2 separate regions of the Ovis aries genome follow, and region 2 is linked to region 1. The links are chromatin contacts, called in public Hi-C maps. All regions are on one chromosome and are shown on one strand. The core of a region is the stretch at or near the end of the contact, and the rest is flanking DNA. Distances in the headings are between cores, read along the strand shown.

Region 1 (2,898 bases), core at 393-2,892:
TGGAATTGACTGGTTGGATCTCCTTGCAGTCCAAGGGACTCGCAAGAGTTCTCCAACATCATAGTTCAAAAGCATCAGTGCTTCGGTGCTCATCTTTCCTTATGGTCCAGCTCTCTCATTCATACATGACCACTGGAAAACCATAGCCTTGACTAGACGGCCTTTGTTGACAAAGTAATGTCACTGCTTTTTAATATGCTATCTAGGTTGGTCATAGCTTTTCTTCCAAGAAGCAAGTGTCTTTTAGTTTCATGGCTGCAGTCACATCTGCAGTGATTTTGGAGCCCAAGGAAATAAAGTCTGTCACTGTTTCCATTGTTTCCCTGTCTTTGCCATGAAGTGAAGGGACTGGATGCAATGATCTTAGTTTTCTGAATGTTGAATTTTAAACCAAATTTTAGGCTCTTCAACTCCTCTTTGCTTTCTGTGAAGGGTGGCGTCATCTGCATATCTGAGATTATTGATATTTCTCCCGGCAATCTTGATTCCAGCTTGTGCTTTGTCCAGCCCAGGATTTCTCATGATGTACTCTGCACATAACTTAAATGAGCAGGGTGACAATATACAGCCTTGATGTACTCTTTTCCAAATTTGGAACCAGTCTGTTGTTCCATGTCCTGGTCTAACTGTTGCTTCTTGACCCTTATACAGATTTCTCAGAAGGCAGGTGGGATGGTCTGGTATTTCTGGCAGCGGCACATACTATTTTTCTCAAAACCCACATTTTGTCTGTCAGCAAATCCTGCAGGATCCTCCTTTAAAATATCCAGCCACTTTTTACCTTTTGACTGCTAACAGCCCAATTCAAACTGCAGTCGTTTCTCACAGACATGTTCTGGTGGCCTCCTCTCTGGTCTCTCTGCCTCCTTCCTTGTCCCATATCTATTTTCAACACAGCTGCCAGATGCAGTCCTTTAAAAACATAAATCAAATTAGATCACCCTTCTGCCACAATCCGCCTTTGACTTCCCTTCCCCACTGCAGACAACAAGGTTGGTGCTACCTCTGATTCCATCTCCTCACTTGCCCCCTTGCTTTCCCAGCTTCAGCCACAATGGCCAAAGTGTTATAATTCAAACCTGCTGCATACCACCCTGCCCCAGTACCTTTGCACTTGCCATTTCCTTGGCCTGGAATTCTATTTCTCCAGAAAGCCTCATGCCTCCTTTGCTTACTTAAAGTCTTCATTTTCAAAAGTCACGTTCTCCAGGAGACTCTCACTGGCTATTCCATCTAAGCTTTCAACAATATTCACTGAACTCTCTGTCCCACTTCCCTCTTTATTATTGGCCCTTATCATTAACAGAAAGACATTTTTATTATTTTGTTCACCATCTGTTCCCCTCATAGAATATAAGCTCTAAGAAGGCGGAGGCCTGTTTTGCTCACTGCTGTGAACCATATCTAGAACCATATCTGGCACAAAGTACGTGCTCAGTAAGTACTTTGTTGAAATGAAAAGATGAAAACTTAGATTGCTATAAAATATGGGGACAGCAGTGTCTGGGCTGAGCTTGGGCCACTCCTTGCTGTCTCTAGGCAGTCAGAGCTGACTCAGGAAGCAGAACCCCAAACCATGCTTCTGTCCTCAGACTGGATTTTCCTCTTTTTCCAGCTCAACCCAGCTCTGCCCTGCCCAGTAAAGGGCTTGGCTGGGAACTCCAAGTTCCTCCTATTCGCTAGAGAGACAGGGGCATAGTACAGACTCCAGGAAGGAGCGGCATGTGAAGATACCCTAGGACTTGAAGGCAGGGGGACACTGCTGAAGCTGCCTTTTGTTCCATTTTCTTGGGGTTCCCACAGGTTACTTTCTCAGGAAAAAATCAGTGCTATCCTTCTCGGACTTGTTTTCCCAAAAAAGCAATGCCCTCAGTGTGGGTCCATGACATCACACTTCTGGGCCCGGCTCCAGGCCTACTATCAGACTCTCTGTGCAAGCCAGGAGATTCTTCTTTATACTTAAATGAGAGCCACCCATCAGATAGTGGCCTCCTTGGGGCGGGGATTGCAGCCTTCTCACAACCCAGCCACCTGGTCTCAAGTTTCACCCCCTCCCCTGCTCTATTTTCCTCCTTAGCACTTACCACAATGTAATCTAACAAAGAATGCACATAGTCCATTTACTTATCCTGTGTATTATCTGATCCTCCACCACCCCCTTGTACACACCAGGAAAGGATTTTTTATCTGTTTTATTCATTGCTGTATTCCCAATGCATAAACACGTGACACAGAGTAAGTGCGTTATAAGTACTCATCCTATGAGTAAATCCTTATCCAAAGCCCTCCACACTAAGAGCTCATTACTGAGGGAGGCGAGGGCAGAGAGATAGTAATCCTCTTACAGTGAGATTACCCTTGCCCTCCAGGGACTTCCAGAAGCCACTGGCAGAGCAATCCTGGAGCATTCCTCCCGAGTCACCTATGCGCCTTTCTCCGGCTGACCTAAGTGCTGGGCCACTCTGTACAGAGTAGGGGTACATTGTGATGGGGCTTAAAACAAGGAGTGCGTTGTCTCCCCTCCCAGGACTTCCTTCCTTTTGCCTTATAATCACCGTCCATTCTATAGGCCTCTTCTCACCCAGCAGGCCCCCTTTCCTTCTTGGAGCCCTAAGGAGCACCAGGGGGCAGTACCATCACCTGAGCACCAATGGCCAGGCTGGCTGCTGCACAGTCAGTGGACCCTTCACAGACATCCTCCTTTCTTCCACCCTAAGTAGACTGTGAGTTTGCTGACAGTATGCGCGTGCGTGCTAAGTTGCTTCTGTTGTATCTGACTATGTGTGACCCTATGGGCTGTAACCCACCAGACTCCTCTGTCCATGGGATTCTCCAGGTGAGAATACTGGAGTGGGTTGCCATGCCCTCCTCCAAGGAATCTTCCCAACCCAGGGATGG
Region 2 (3,022 bases), core at 282-2,781, 60 kb after region 1:
CTCATTAGCAAAAATGTGTTGATTATAATGGTCCCTATTTTAATTAATAAAGATATGTTTGAGCCTAGTTATAATGATTTAAAATTCATGGTCCAAAACTGCGATTATGTTTGCACCAACGTAATAGCACTTAGGGATGCTCCAGAGTGGTTCAGTGGTGACCGGGACTAAGCAGATGGATAGGAGGATTTTTCCTTTCTTTCTGTGGTAAAATTTCTACAACAAAATTCACCATTTTATCTAGTTTCATTTTATAAAGTGAGACCATACAGTGAATCTATCGAAATACTGAGAAAGCCAATAACTGGAGGTCCTGCTTTTGGGAGCACACACTGCTTCAAGAGGCAGCATATGTCCTCAAGAACATAGGGGCCCTAGGTCCCTAGGAAGAAACATACTAGTTAGATGCAGTTTGAATTCAGCTTCGCCATGTTCTAGCTCTGAGACCATAAGTAAGTTATTTCTCAATGCCTGTTTTCTCATCTTTACAATGAGGATAAAAAATTGTTCCATCAGTATGGTTGAGGGCATTAATATAGGTAAAGCATTTAGAAGAATGTCTGGCTCTTTGTAAGCACACAATAAATGTTATTAAACATTATTGTCATTACCATTACCAGATCAGGAGGCATTCATACAGGCTTCACAATGGGAACTGAGTGAAACGGGGAATTTGATGAAGGTGTTATTTGCCTCTGCCCGTTCTCCCATTTGTAATGAGCTATGGTTGGAAGTGTGGTTTTTGCTAGTGCTAAAATAGTAGTTTTGTTTGGGTAGCCCCCCTGTCCCACCTGCACCCCCTTCCACTTTCACCAGGACGAGTACACAGCTCCAGGTCTGGGGCTCTGATACCCTCTGGTCCAGACCCTTACTTTGTGGCACTTTGGGCATTATTGTTAGCAGTAATTTATTGACGAGATGACAAATTCAAATGGCTAGGGGACCTGAGATATAATTCTGCTTCCTGAGGCTCTTCTCACTCTCATTAGCCCCGCCGAGGCCACAAAGGCACGAGGCATGAGGGGTCCCTTGGTCACCGGGGGGCACCGTGTAATGTACCTCAGCCTGTCCTCACTTCTTGGTGTGGTCAGCCTCAAACGTGGCGGGTGGGCTGCTTTCTGCACCTTCCAGTGACACAGTTTGCCACTCTCAACACGCCGGGGACAACGGTGACGCCTGTCAGCCAGGGACGGCCGCGGACGACCCGCGAGGGCTGCGCGGACTCACACACCCGCAGCGGGGGCGCACTGCGGCCGGGTACCGGCGTGAAGGCGCAGGCGTCAGGGCGGGCCGGCGCGGGCGTGAGGGCCGGCAGGTGTCTGCCGACCTCCCTCCCGGATGTGGGGCGAGGGAGGGGCCCGCGGCCGCTCACCACGTCCCTCAGTCCCTACGAGGAATTGGCTAAGACCTAGACACGCTGCGAAAAGCGCTCGCTACTCGGTTCTCCTAGTTTGGCAACAGGACTGGTGCCGCAGCTTCCGCCCTCTCTGGGAAGCTCAGCAACAAGCTGCTGATTGGCTGGCCGGGGGGCAGAGCGAACCAATCAAAGTCCTCCCCGACGCCTGCGGTCTGGGAGAGGCGTTAACAGAGCGGGAGAGGGAGGGCGGGGCCGGCGGGGCGGGGCCGGCGGGGCGGGGCCGGCGGGGCGGGGGCGGGGCCGGCGGGGCGGGGCGGGGCCGGCGGGGCGGGGCGGGGCCGGCGGGGCGGGGCGGGGCCGGCGGGGCGGGGCGGGGCCGGCGGGCGGCCGCTGTGCCCGCCCCCTCCCTCCTGCCGCAGCTGCCTGAGCGTCTAGGGTTCTTCAGTCTGAAGGTCTCCCTCATTTCTCAGACCTCCCCCACAGCCTGACGGACGGCGAGGCTGGTGCAGGCTTTTTTGAGTCATTCTGGAGGTTCTGGGTTTATGGCACCTCCTCGGCCGTCTTTCCAAAGCCCCTCTGGATCCGAGCATTCGTTTTCCCACGTTTGTCACTGGGGCCCTCCTGCCTTCTTATCTGTATGTGCGCACGCCCTTCTGTGTCTCACCCACCGTCTAAAACCAAATTAACCATCCGTTTTATTACACAGTACCTTATTGGCAGCAGCCTCCTAGACTTTAGTAGAGCATGCATTTCTGAGGATATACATTGTGAACTCGGTAAGATAAAGCATTTCGAATAATCTTGTTCCCCACCTCAATGCACACAAACATACACGCACGTACAAAGTCAAAGAATTTAGTACAGTAACAAGATTAAGACTTTAGAGATGGTGACAGCGTACGATTACTGGCTCTGTGACCTTGAGCAGATTCTTAACCTCTCTGAACCTCAGTTTCTACCAATGAAGAATGCTGCTGATGGTAGCACCTACTTCCTAGCATTATTATGACAAAATGTCTGACATAATGCCTAATAAATTATATTATTTTAGGTATTAATAACGGAGGAAGAGTATTCCTTTCCCACGTTTACTCTCAGTCCTCCATTCTTGGATTAGGTGCTAGAGGTAACAACTAGATTCTAGGAACATGTAAAATTTCTATCATTAAAACAATTTAAGATTCGGGTTAACGCTTAGCACATTCTCATAGCCCCCAGCCTTCACATGGATCCTGCTTTTGGCTCATGAATTTTCTAAAGGGAGAGACATATTGGCAAGATAGGATCATTTTTTTCCTCAGGAACTTATATTCAAATTCATCCCTTTCAAAAATTTTAGAACAGCAGTATCTGAAGATTCACAATAATCTCATTTTATAGGATTTAACATTCTCCTTTTTTCATAGACTTCTGAAGTGCCCTACCTGATCTCTCCATAACGTTAACACCAAGATTTGATTGTTTTTCCTAAACCTCTTCTACTGAAGTCCGTCCTTGTCTTCTCAGAAACTCATTTCTTCTGCAGTCTTTGCCTCTCCTCCAAATGCTATACGCTGGTGCATAGATGTTCTTCAGTGACCACAGACCCCTGGTGGTCATCCTGCCATGCTCCATCACCTGCCGTGCCCGTTGATGTCAGAAGTGACCTTTGTTGATGTGTTGTTA

What was found. A called contact is a pair of places that touch in the nucleus more often than the background predicts.
Region 2: a Hi-C map of retroperitoneal adipose tissue shows a contact between it and region 1, with 3 times the contacts expected there. The contact joins two enhancer-like sites. A contact is called at or near these places in 13 of 16 Hi-C or Micro-C datasets (blood, hypothalamus, liver and 6 more).

What each region holds. Positions count from the first base shown.
Region 1 is chr12:850,524-853,421 of ARS-UI_Ramb_v3.0, forward strand. LOC132657451 (a long non-coding RNA gene) reads right to left here. Exons shown (of 2, transcript XR_009595655.1): 2 at 1-912. Among named protein-coding and RNA genes, the nearest start is that of BTG2, 31 kb to the right of the region's middle. Within about 2 kb of position 1,643, at least 21 of the 54 cell types and tissues checked have an H3K27ac peak or open chromatin away from gene starts, as enhancers often do. A contact at or near this core is called in liver, where this site is marked.
Region 2 is chr12:910,825-913,846 of ARS-UI_Ramb_v3.0, forward strand. No RefSeq gene overlaps it. Among named protein-coding and RNA genes, the nearest start is that of FMOD, 17 kb to the right of the region's middle. Within about 2 kb of position 1,532, at least 49 of the 54 cell types and tissues checked have an H3K27ac peak or open chromatin away from gene starts, as enhancers often do. A contact at or near this core is called in liver, where this site is marked.